2 separate regions of the Mus musculus genome follow, and region 1 is linked to region 2. Evidence: chromatin contacts called from public Hi-C data. All regions are on one chromosome and are shown on one strand. The core of a region is the stretch at or near the end of the contact, and the rest is flanking DNA. Distances in the headings are between cores, read along the strand shown.

Region 1 (6,477 bases), core at 1,966-4,465, 320 kb after region 2:
AAGATTAAATGAGTGTTTTCTCTCTCTCTCTCTCTCTCTCTCTCTCTCTCTCACACACACACACACACACACACACACACACACACACAATTGTATAAAAGAATAATTTGGTCTCTGCCTACTTAACAATTGACATTTATAATATGCTGATTGTAATGAATAGCTATGCTAACATACGGCCACACAATTGGCCAAACTGACTTGTTAGTCTCTGATGAAAAACACATTCTCTTCTAAAAGAAGGAATGGACAATATTTTAACACTCCACAAATGATGCTTATTTTACTTTAGCGTAGTAAAAAATGTTGAAAGGTGATACTTTAGCAATCCTTTTAGAGTGGTAATTGGGGCTCAGAGAGTTTAACTAACCTGTCAAAACCCACATTGTCATGACAATCAGAAATTAAAAAGATTTTTCTAAAAGACCAAGTCATTCTCTTTATATTTTTAGAATTAGCCTTTCTGCCAAGGGGTTTGGTCCAATGTTTCAATGTTTAATTAAAATTCATAGAAAACGAAGAATGCCTGATACGAAAGGATATGAGATTCTAGGTGAGCTGCACTGATCAGTCATTGTGTGTGGATTGGGAAAGGGTGAAGGGAACTTACGAAGGAGATACAAATCCCCTACCTCTTGATAGTGGGTTACGTGATGTATGTGTTTGTCAAAACCCATCAAAGTATATACTAAAAATATGTGCATTTCACTGTACATAAATTACATTTCCATTTTTAAAGTTTAAAGCCATAAAGGAGAAAAATGAATTAGTCTTGAATCTCAAGTAAAAAAATAATAGCACTGCCTGGGGAGCTTTTATTAAACCTTAGGGGGAAAAAACAAGAGTCAAACTCTTCCTTTGCTGGAGGGAGGCTGAAGGAAGTCACGTAAGATGAGGTTTTGGTCAAGAGTCATGTGATGAGTCAACCCACCTCAGCTGTCCCTGGCGAGGACTGTCGTGACAAGGTGAAGCTGGAAGACAATATTTGGATTCCTTATTCCAAACAGTTCTCAGGATTCTAACCTCTGGATGGTGTGGGAAAGGAGAGAGCATAAATAATAGTCACTCAGGCAGAGCATATTCCAAGAGGCAATTCAGTCAAAAATCACAAGGATGAATACTAATCTGTGAAACCTATGGATAAAAAAAATAAAGATGGGGGGCTAGAGAGATCGCTCAGTGGTTAAGAGCACTGACTTCTCTTCTGAAGGTCCTGAGTTCAAATCCCAGCACCACATGGTGGCTCACAACAACCCATAATGAGATCTGATGCCTTCTTCTGGGGTATCTGAAGTCAGCTACAGTGTACTTACCTATACTAAATAAATAAATCTTTTTTAAAAATCATAAAGATGTTTTTCACATGCCACACTTTATTTTATTTCTGTTTTTTTCTTATTTCGTGCTATTTCGCGCTTTTAAAAATTAATCTCATCTTCGGAGTACTCTGGGAGGCAAACACTTGGCTTCCAGTTGCAATGAAGAATAAACTTTACATCGGGGATAGCCACCGCAATCTATCTGAAGTCATTTCAAATGGACCTCATTCAAAATCTTGTGGCAGCTTTAGCCACACGGAACTGGGTGGTCTATTTTTGGTGCACACAAGCTCTTATTTAAGGCCAGAGAAGAAGTAGGAATAAAAATGTCACAGAGCAGTTAGAAGCCTTACGTCATTCCCCAATGGTGCCTCTCTTGAATGACTGAGTTCTCTACCTCTTTCATATTGAGGCAACTGCAAATCACCCGACCATGCAAACGCATGCAAAAGAGAGTTCACGTGGATCGTGGAAGATACTAGCTACAGAAACAACAGAAAATAAACAGCACACTCTTGCTTACCACACCAGCCTCTGACTACAACACATAAACAGTCCCCTGATGCTCTCCTCAGAGGACACATTAAACAAAGAGCCTTAAGGAGAAAAGCATTTATTTGGCTGAGAGCAACATAAAAGTTGTATGATATGAATCATAGCCTCTAAACGTGTAGGCCACAATGACCAGGTGAGGGTCACAGAACTGAATGTTGCCAAATGGTTGACAAAATGACCGGAAATTAATTTAAAATCCAACAGCAACCAACCCAATGTGCCTCTCTCTGTACCACTCAGCCACCGTGTGTATTTGGATGTCTCTGCAGTTTGGGTTCCAAACACACAACAGACACTGCCCAGAGCACCTTGGCTCAGACACAGGCCTACTGCAGTGTTCCACATATGACATGGGAGCCACTCGGCCAGACACATAGCCAGTGTAGATAGAACACTTGAAATGTGGCTAACATGACTGAAGAACTAAATTTTTAATTTCATTTCATTTTAATTTAATTTAGTTTCATGTTGACGTAGCTTCACAGGACGGATGGCAACTGCACTGGACAGTACAACCTAAGAAAATTAGCAGATAGATTAACAGGTGACACTGATCTTGTGTTCAGAGACGCTTTGGCGTCTCTGTGGCTTCCCAAATGGACTTTGGAACATAAGACTTAGATCTCTGTGACTTTGATGCGGCTATTTGTTGGAGACACCTGCTATTCCCAGGGGAGAGATTTCAGTCATGCCTGCTGAGAAGTCCGCCACAGTAACGAAATGGGCTGTGACATGTGAACACATCCTCGTCTTGACCCGAGAGACTCCAGAGCATGGCCATTCCGCGCAGTTGCTACAGCCTTTTACCCATCTGCAATTCTGAACCACAGAAATAACAAGGTCTCCCAGAGGGACCCCTGAGAGGAAAATAAAATGGGTGTGACAACCTGGCCCCTTAGGCAAGAGCACATTGGTTACCCTAGCAGCTCTGTGCTACGTTGTCTGTCTCTCCGCTGTAAGGGCAGAGCACCACAGCCCCCTAGTCTCTGCCTTCACAGCCTCTCCTGAATGAAAAGCGGCCCTTGGTGGAAAACACTTCAGCAATCTATGCGTGAAAGTCCCTGCAAATGAGCAAAGGATTAAGCTGTAATTATGAGCAAGGCCACGGAATTAGCTAGAGAAGGAATTGGGTTCTGTCGAATTGACTAGTCATCCAGCCTGGAGCAGTTACTCACGGCAAATGAGTAATATCCTGAGGCGCCTTGGTGGAAAAGGATGCCATAGCCATTTAGCAATGTCTTCACAAGTTCACAGATAAGATCTGTGCTTGCAGCTTCTGTGGGGCGTGTACGCCTTCCCTATGGGCTGTGACGTAAGGAAGAACTCTTAGAGGAGCGGAACACTACGAATACATCAGCTACTGAACAGCCTACGGAAGCACTGTCAGGACGGTAGGGATAGATGGGTAATAGAGAGCAGTTGCAACTGGAAATACTGTGGATGGCAGCGTGGACAGGGTGAGTGAAAAAGAAGGAAGGAGAGCGAAGGCACTACCAAGGATAACGAACTCCTCCGCAACAGCACCCATGAGACAGATGGCTCAGCAGGTAAAGGCACTGCCTCCGTGTCTGATGACCTGAGTTCCATCCTAAGGAGCAAAAACCAACTCCTAAAAGTTGTCATCTAACCTGTGTGTGTGTGCGCGCACACGCGCGGCTCAGATGTGTGTGTGTGGTGTGTGCACACATGCTGCGCATGCGTGCACACACACAAATAAATGTAGTCTTTAAAATTAAAATAAAAGACAGCAAGGAAGAGTAAGGAAGGAGAGCGTGACACAGCCACAAAGAGGATCTAACAGTTACTCACCTTGTTGCTGTGACAAAAACCCGAGGAGAAGCAACTTAATGGAAGAAAGTTTTGTTTGGGCTCATGGCTCAAGGCCCCATTTTATGGAAGTGGGAGGGCATGGTGAACTTAAAGCAGCTGGTGACATCATACCCACAGTCAAGAGGCAGGGAGGGATAAATGCTGGTATTCAACTTTTTATGCAGTAAAGGACCCATGGGCCCACGGAATGGCACTACCCCAGTTGAGAGTAATCTTCTCCTCTCAGTTAAATTAATCTAGAAAAGCACCTCACTGACCCTCCCAGAGCTCTGACTCTAAGGCGAGCCCTGGAATTCGTTAATGCTGAAGCGAATTGTCTGGGTTGAGAATCCCCACCAGAGATGCACCTCTGGGCATGTCCGAGAGAGTGCGTCCCTAAAGATACCTAAGGACAGAAGACCCACTCTGAATGTAGGAGATATAAATATACCCTATGTTATATTTATTAAGAGGGCGGGGCAGACATATGTAGTCTAGCTGCCTGAGAAACAGCTGTGTGTATGGGAATGGCTTGCCCGAAACAGTGACAACCTCTTTAGAAAAGTAGATAAGGACTAGGGTTTAAATACGGACACACACATGAAAGGGGAAAGGCAGGAAAAAACATGGGTGCTTGATCACTGGGGAGCTATTACATGAAATGGCTGGTTGTATTGATAAGGCTAATGTATGCTTCCTACACACATACAGATTCTTGAAATCTGTGTGTGTGTGTGTGTGTGTGTGTGTGTGTGTGTGTATGAGAGAGAGAGAGAGAGAGAGAGAGAGAGAGAGAGAGAGAGAGAGAGATCGCATTTGTGTGTGCGCGTATTCTATAGGTGTATTTGTAAATGAGAGAAAGACCCAAACTGTTCCATGAAAACTGTCACTGAGTGTATTACCCTACTCAGCACAGGTCCTAAACTGGACCAAGCATGACTACAGTTTTGAGACACTGGAACAGGCAGTACAGGTCCTAATCTTAAAGAGGAAGGACACACGAGGGCTTTGGCTCGTTCTCACCCAGTTCTTTGCTTGGTGGTGCTGTCTTGACCTCAGAACCAACAGATAAAGGGTGAGATGAGAGTAGTTGTTACCCTAGGGACACACAGGCCAGACTTTAGTGTGACTGTCCTGGCTAGTTTTTTACAGTAACTTGACACAGGCTGGGGTCATCTGGGAAGAGGAAACCTCAATTGAGAAGATGCCTACATCAGATTGCCTATAAGTAAGTCTGTGGGGCATTTCTTTGATTAGCAATCAACATGGAAGGAGTATGGAAGTGCCCCACCCACGATGGGTATATTCCCTGGGCAGGTAGTTCTGGATTGAATAAGAAACAGGCTGAACAAGCCATGGGGAGCAAGCCGGTAAGCAGCATTCTTCCATGACTTTTGCTTCGGTTCCTGCTTCCAGGTTCCTGTCTTGAGTTTCTGCCCTGATTTCCCTTCATAATAGAAAAGTTGTAAAGTAAACTAAACCCTTTAGTTTCCACATTGGCTTTGGTCATGGTGTTTCACTGCAGTCATAGAAAGCCTGAGACAATAGCTGAGGGAATTGGAATGGGTATCAGAGAGGATAAAATGGTTTTGTTGTGGGGGAAAAAAAATCTGTGGAAAAGCTTATTTTCAGGTTGTTTACTAGAAAACTAGGCTGAGTGTTTAGTGTAGTAGCCCAGGAAATCTAATAAGTAGAGGAAGCGAGTTAGTGTTCATAGTGCAAGTTTTTCAGTGTTTGCAGGAGAAGACACAGCTCTGCTAGAATGGAGAGACTTTATGGCTGGGTACACAGACCATGGCAGGAGAGCCACGGTCTTACATGCACAAGACCCTGGGTTCAACCACGAGTACCATCCAAAGGAAAGACAAGAATGCAGGCAAGACTTCAGTGGCCATCTCAAGTGATCCAGACATGTGATGTTGGTGGGCAGAGAATTATATCAACCGGCCAAGTCAGAGAGTCCAGAAACAGACTACCTACTCAAGTTCAAATTGATTTTGGAGAAAGGAGCTGAGGTAATTCAATGTGCTACAACTAAATCCACGGGGAAATATGCAGGGGATGAATCAGAAGCATAAATGCAGAGCTTCTGGGAGACCACAGGTGGCTGGGCCCGTTGGTATTGTTGAACCAGTTTCCCAGCTGCTAGTCATGGCTGGTCCAGAGACCAGATTCTCCTTTTCCTTGAGAAAATATCTTGCTAGGGTCAAACTCTTGGTCCTCCTCAATGAAAGAATATCTGGTAAGAAGCCCTATTTTTCATTTTGTCACTACTTTTAAGAAAAGATGTATTAATTTCCTATCTGAATGCCTTGCCTGTGGGTACAGGTGGACACCACGTGTCTGTACCAGATCCGCTGGGACTGGAGCGACAAGCAGCTGTGACTAGGACCTAGGTCCTCTGGAAGAGCAGCCAGTGCTCTTCATCACTGGGCCATCTCTCCACCCTAGGAAACAGTTCTGGGAGAAGAGTGGTGGCTGGGGAGTTTTTATTGCATCTTTACTGCAATAGTGGCATGCTCCAATTCAAAGAAAAGATAACGCATTTCATAAGTGCCCTTCCTTATAACAGAGCAGGAAGCTGAGACAGTCAAAACGATTCTCCCTGTGGCCGTTCTGCTTTGTTGTGCTTTATGATAAAATACTTCTGCTGTTTATAAAATAGTTATATTTTATATAGAGTTATAAAATACCCTCTGCCTAGACACCTTTCTCTTACTCTGTATTCTTACCATTGCCAGCTGCCCCCTCACTGTGCTGTGTTTAAGCTGCACCCCTGCTGTCTGCATTAGCG
Region 2 (6,807 bases), core at 2,797-5,296:
GATGATGACCTCTGACCTCCACACTCTCACTCATGCATATGCACTTACATGTACACACATTCACAGATGACCATATGCATGCACCCATGATGTGCATACACACACACACACACACACACACACACACACACACACACACAGAGTACCAGCATCTGAAGTTTTCTAGACTCACACTGGTCTCCTTTTCTGGTACACAAGGCCTGTTATGAGCATTCATCTCCTTTGAGGATGGAGCTTGTGTGAGGCCAAGAATGTGGATCACACCTCCTCTTTATGGTTTTGGTATTAAAGACAGGATATTGAGGTCAGTGAATTAAGTAATATTGCAAAGCTGCCAACTACCAACAGAGTATGCACTGTCATTTAGACTGCGGTGCTTGTGAAAGATTACTTCTTAGCCATAGTAAACTTAGTCATTTTTCTTTTTCTTTTTACGGTGCCTGAAAAATATCTCCAGATATTGAATTTTGGGACCTACAGATGTGTGTTTCCTCTGGACAATAGGCATTTGTCCCAGAAAGTTATAGTGATGATGTTGTCACATCCAAAAGGCGGCATGGCTGTAAGAGATAGGCTAAATATTCCACAGATCATTTATTTACAAATGGAAAGAACACTGAAACCCATTGGTCATGCATTAGAGGCAGTGGATTTTAGTATATAAAACTGTCCACAACATCACAGTCCTTGGTAAACTTTATAACTTCAAACCCTTCTGTTCTCTTCTCTTAGCTTTTCCAATACCACCTGAATACTAAGAGATTCATTTTTAAACTCTCCATTCAGTATAGTTTTATTTTGTGATTCTGGTTCAATATTTCAGAATACATAATTTAGATCAAGCCATTCCTCAGGAAATGTAGTTCCTGAGATGCACAGCTGAAATCAAAATTGTAATGAAAAACAAACTAACGTTGTGGGCAACAGTGGTGTGGGCCAATGTAGACTAAACTTCCTTCACCTTCAGAGTGTGGTTAGCATGGGTTAGACCCACACAGTTAGATCTAACTTACCACTAAGTTCAGAGTCAAAACATCTCAGTATTTCTAACAAGTCTCATTTTTATATCTTGTTCCAAAAAGCATCATAAAGCAGTCACTTTGATCTCAACTCTGAAGATCTTAAATAGCGTGGGATGACCTTGATGAGTCTACTGTGCTCTGATGCCTGGGTTAGAAACAAATCATTCAGGGGTTATTTAGACTAATGGTTTCCCAAGCTAGCTGTCCATCAAGACTGATGTCAGTCAGTCAGCCAGTCTCTCTGTGTCTGTCTCTCTGTGTGTCTGTCTCTGTCGCTCTGCATGTGTGTGTGTATGTGCATGTTTGTGTATGTTGGAGAGATTCAACCTTGGGTTGTGGTTCCTCCGGATCAGCCATCCTTGTTTCTGGAGACAGGTTACCTCACTGGACTGGAGCGTGCCAAGAGTAGAGCAGGCTGGCTGGCCAGCAGGTCCCTGGGTCCCTCTACCACCCTAGTGCTAAGATTACAAGCACATTCCATCATACCCAGCTATTTCATGTGGGTTCCAGGGATCTAACGCAGGTCCTCGTTACTTGAACAGCCAGCACTTTAGTGAGTTACCTCCCCAGTCCCAGAATCTATTTTAAAAATAGACTCCTCGTCCTCCAGGAACTCTAACACCCGGGTTCTGGGGTAGGACAACTGGAAATGACTCTCAGGATTAAGATTCGGGCTTAACAGTGAGAACTGAACCTAGGACAGAGGAAAAGAGGCTCCCCCAAATACCAAAGGGACCTCCCCAGGGACGACTGTGCCCCTGGGAAAAAGAGTGGGATTCCTGCCTCGGCTTCACACACTACTCAGGCACGGCTAGGCCAGAGCCACTCTTCCTCTCTCCTGCAAGTGGCAGTTTTATGAGAGGAGGCGGGACAATAAATGAAAAGCACATTTGCAAGTCACATTCACCACACAGAGGGAGTGACTCAGTGTTTCTTAAATATTTAGATCCGCCATCTCTCCCACAGTCCCAGTCTGAAGCAGCACATGCGCAGTGTTGAGGCACTTTCTCGTCCTCCTCTGACTCCGATTAACCCCTCTCTCAGTGTTCCCTCGCCATGCTTCACCAGGTGCTTGGAATGAGGACGACTCAAAGGGAGGCTCAGGGAAGGAAGGGTGTGTGGGGATCTGCAAAGACTAGAGCCGGACAAGGAACAGAAGCTACTGGCATCAGTTGCTGTAAAGGTGGGGTAGTCGTTCTTTCCATGACCTGCACCACGAGGGATCTTAGTTGAGTTTAGCTGGGGTTACAGCAAGGGCTACCCCTCGGAGTGCAGGGAAGACCCTTTCCTCGTCATGGACTATAGCCACCTGCAAGGAGAGAGGCTGGTGGAAGGTGACGGTGTGTATGGAAGGTGGCAGAGGTCGGTCTCATAAAACTGGCGCCTTGTGATATAACAGTGCTGCACTGGACCAAGTGAAATGGCGCCTTGACTCCCAGAGGACTGACAGTTTATCAGGGGGAGAGAGTATCTTATCAAAAGTCACTCGATAGCTAGACACTCAAGCTGTAGCCAGAGCACTCCAGAGGTGGAGACGGGAGGGTTAGGATGAGTCTTAGAGGTGGGGGAGCATAAGCTAAGGCTTTGGGCATTCAAACGGATTTCTGACAGGTGTATATGGAAGGATGTAAAAACCCAGAGGTAGGACAACGACGGTGACAAGGACGAAGATGCTGCTGCTGAGGCAGGTGTGTGATGTGTAAGTTTTGCACGTTCTATCACTGGCAGAAAAAAAAATTCCCACTACAGTACAATTTAGGACATAGTACATCTTCCTCTCCAGCTTCTGAGACAGAACTGCCCTTATCTGCTGGGGAAGGGTGGGATACAGGCTCAAGAGGTAAAGGCACATACAGAAGTAGCCAGTAGTTTAAAGATGGCTGCTGAGCCTCAAAATTCAATCTCCCCAAACCAATGCATCAAAAGAAATGCTTGCAAACCAGGAGATAGCTGGTGAGCCATTCACTATCCAATAGATTCTAAGAGCCTAACTCAACCACAGGACTCAGCATTGTCTCCATCCATGAAGAAACAGCATTAGATGTCAGCCACTAGGTGGTGCCAAATCCTAGTTCAGACCTGCATGGATATGGATACCTCTCTGCTGGTTCCTTCCCCAGACTGCTAATAGGTAGACCAGTTCTCTCTCCTTAAGCTACTACCATTTCAATAATGTAATGATATGGCTTATACCCGTGGCTTTTAAGATACAGTCCTTATACCACTGACATAAGGAAACTTACTAGAAATGCATATTATCAGGTTCTACTTAGAGCCAGAATCAGAAAATTCAGAGTGGGCTCCCAGCAATCAGCTTCAAGCCCTTCAAGATGTATAATAAACTGAAGTAGAGAACCCCCTGCTTTATTCACAATTGTCTCTGCCTTAGGATTATGGTACGGTAAGAGTTTTAATATATAATTGTGACCTTGGACAAGTCATTTACATCTCCACTTTGGAACAGATAGACCAGCTTCCAATGCTCACTCCAGCTGCAGCCTACTGTAATCCAGCAGTTCTCTAGTGGGCTAGTGCAGGCATTCAAGGATCTTGCTGGAAGCATCTAGCAAAGGGAATCTGTTTTCCAGTGGATGATTTAGAAATGTCACCTGTCTCCACGGTTCAACTTCCCGGGCTAGTGATGTTACTGCTCTTTGAGAAATTCCCAAGTATAAGGTAGAACTTAACAACACAGGGTTTGTGGCAGGTCAACCAACATGTGGTCGTCAGGCTGGACTACAAATGCATCTTTATCCACTGAACCATCTCCCAGCATCGAATTTACATTCGAAACACAGGCTGCTGGAACTGATCCAAATAGGTAAATCTGAGAACAACTACTTACAAAGAAACCTTCCTTTCAGAACCTGAAAGATTAACAGGGACAGTCAACATGGAGAGATAAGTCAAACATATTACCCATCTCTGCTGTGCAAGTCAGTGTCTAACATGGGATCGATAAGCTGGACAAAACAAACAATGGCCACAACTAATTACACCCAAGTCAGACTGGGCATGTGCCAGGAAGTTAGAAAACAAGTCATCTATTTGCCACAGCTGTCTGTCCTTAATCCACGGATACACACTGACATCTAGACACAGGCTTTTAAATCAAAATGTACATGGTAGGCAGTTTTTGTCTCTCCCTCCAACTGGGGGATATCTAATGCTCAGAATACTGGAACATAGTGGGTGTTTGGTGCCTGTTTGAATACATGCATGGGTGACTTGCTGTAAGACTGATGCAGGGGGCTGTCCAGTAAAAATTTCTGAGGTCATAGAAATATTACAGAAGTTGTATTGACCAAGACAGTAGCTACAAGTCACAGGCAGCTACTGACCACTTAAACCAGAAGCTAGTTTAACCAAGGATACAAGCTCCAAATTTTAAGTAGTTTCACTTTAAACACACTCTGATTCCTTACCACAATGAATCTAGTTGCACGGCTCCAGAAATGAGTTTGAAATTAAAGAAGAGATTTTATCTTTTATTTGGGGACCAGGTGGCATTGAATCCATAGACAGCATGGCTGGTGGGAGGAAGAGTCAGGTGACTGATGGGCATTTGGCCAGGGACAATAACCATTTTATTAGCCAAGAGCAAAGAAGAGCTCAGAACTTCCCTGGGCTGCACATGCGCCTCCCTTGCCTGAGCATACACTCAGGCTGTGACGGTCATCTAATCATTTTCATTTATTCAAGCATTTTCCAATCTGTTTCTGTATTTCTTTTGGAGGGGGCATCATACCAAAAACGGATCCTATGGGGTAGGTAACGCCCTGAGGTTCCTTGCTTGCTATGAAAGGCAAGAAGTCTTAAAGACAAGAAGGCTATACTGCAAAATGAGAGGATGAAATGGGAGCCGAAAGAAAGAAAGAAAGAAGTACATGTTTGTTTCTCCTCAAACAAGAGGATGCTGCTTGTCATGAAGGCTAAATATTATGCACTGCTTGGACATCTACAGGGCCTAAGTGCAGCTCCTTTCCTGTCTCTGCACCATGGGTAAGGCCTGATGGTCAAGCAGCTTGCTTACTAACAGGAACAGGCACACAGTTCCTCTATTACCAGTGGGGATATTTCCTCAGGCATCATGGGAGCCAGGGGCATCCTAGCCTCTTAGCATCTGGGAGCACAAACGCAGCCTCTGGGAGCACCTGCTGTTCATCTGTTTTCATGTATGATTCCCATGAGGTCCTGCATCACGTGCTGCGCTTCTACCCCAGGCTCTAAGCCAATGGGACTAAGCAGCTGCAGGGTTTGCCATCTACCTAGGATCAGTGTCATGGCTTTGGCCACCAACACACCTGTAACCTTCCCCTGCACTGGGGCAAGATGCAGGTGATTTCATTATTGAAGGCATTTTTATAAGGACCTCAGTAGATACTGATGGACCAGGTATCATTGACAGCTACTTAGTCTGACCCCGTCCTTCTGAGCTTCCATGATACTTCAGGGCCATGAGACCTGAAAGCGTTATTTACCAGGGACCTTTCTATCAGGATTCTGTTGGAGTCTCACAACTGGGGACATCTCCATGACTTAGGAAAGCTGCAACAGAGCAAAGACATTATTCTCCTGTAGCAGCTGAGGAAAGTCCAAGTCAAGACAAGGAAGGCTTAGCTCAGGCTCCTTTGAGCCCACCAGAGACCTGGAGGCGTGGCTGCTAGTGGCCCCTCCTCTACAGCGCTTCAATGCCCTGCTTTCTAAAACACTCTATGGTAGATACTTCTGTGTCCTGGTTCAGGCTTTCTTTCCTTTTCATCTCAGCCCTAACCACACAGTTCCACGTGAGCTTTAGCTCCCACTGGGCCTACAGCTGTCTACCTCAAGTGTGAACTACACATTTTCACTCTGGGTTTTAAGATTCCTCTAAAGCTGCAGGAGCCACGAGAGTTAAGCAGGCTTACATGTGCTGCTGAGAGACACATGAGGGTAATATCTCTGGGGCATTACTTGGCAGGTCAACCCTCCTACCCGCTATAATTTGTGAAGACAAAGCTAGGAGGTACCTCATGCTTCCCAGCAGATCCCGACAGAAGACAACTTCTACCTCTCCGATACAACTTCAGTAACGTATCTTTCTGTTGGCTGCTCCTCTTGCTCATTCTCTTGCTGTTCTCTGGGCTCACCTTCCAAATAAGTCCTTTGCCCCTTAATCCTGGCCTCAGGCTCTGCATTGAAAGGATCTAAATGAAGACAGAGGCCTTCCTGACCTCCCTCCCTCAGCTCTCCACAGGGTAGAGAAGTTCCATAAATTAATATGTCTCCTATCTGAAGAAGTTTCTGATTTTTCTGACCAAGTCATAACCAGTGTAGTTATGCATTAGTAGTCCATGCTGGATCACTGTAACTGTATTATCTGTATGTATGTGTATATATATATACATACATACATATCATATGTATATACATGCACACATATGCATGTATGTATATAAAATGTGTATATGTATGTGTGTATGTATGTATGCATGAGTGTGTGTGTATGTATGTATGTGTGTACATATACATATACATATATCTATCTATATAGTGTGTGTGTGCGCACACTCATGCATACATATGTATGTGTTCTGGATTAACAAGCATGATTTCATTATTTTATTTCTGCTAGGACGCATATATTGGTTTCGATGGAAGACATTACTAGCTGATTTTGCACTACCCATTCTCCAAATTTCACCTACAAACAAAATCCAAATCTTGATTAATCGGGAAGTATATTTGATCCAAATGTCAACTTATTAGTTCCTCCCTTCAGTAGAGAAGACACACGTCCGTCCAC

Evidence for each region. A called contact is a pair of places that touch in the nucleus more often than the background predicts.
Region 1: a contact with region 2 is called in a Hi-C map of the N1E-115 cell line, with 3 times the contacts expected there. The contact joins two enhancer-like sites. A contact is called at or near these places in 2 of 484 Hi-C or Micro-C datasets (the N1E-115 cell line and embryonic stem cells) and 2 of 115 datasets of contacts at active chromatin or transcription factors (embryonic stem cells and large pre-B cells).

What each region holds. Positions count from the first base shown.
Region 1 is chr9:103,938,521-103,944,997 of GRCm38.p6, forward strand. It overlaps Gm29154 (predicted gene 29154), which reads right to left. Exons shown (of 7, transcript NR_168125.1): 4 at 932-1,025. Gm32797 (a long non-coding RNA gene) reads left to right here and starts at 6,438. Exons shown (of 3, transcript XR_379794.3): 1 at 6,438-6,477. Within about 2 kb of position 3,216, at least 11 of the 459 cell types and tissues checked have an H3K27ac peak or open chromatin away from gene starts, as enhancers often do. A contact at or near this core is called in the N1E-115 cell line, where this site is marked.
Region 2 is chr9:103,621,770-103,628,576 of GRCm38.p6, forward strand. All of the region lies in intron 2 of Tmem108 (transmembrane protein 108), which reads right to left. Among named protein-coding and RNA genes, the nearest start is that of Gm32682, 52 kb to the left of the region's middle. Within about 2 kb of position 4,047, at least 8 of the 459 cell types and tissues checked have an H3K27ac peak or open chromatin away from gene starts, as enhancers often do. A contact at or near this core is called in the N1E-115 cell line, where this site is marked.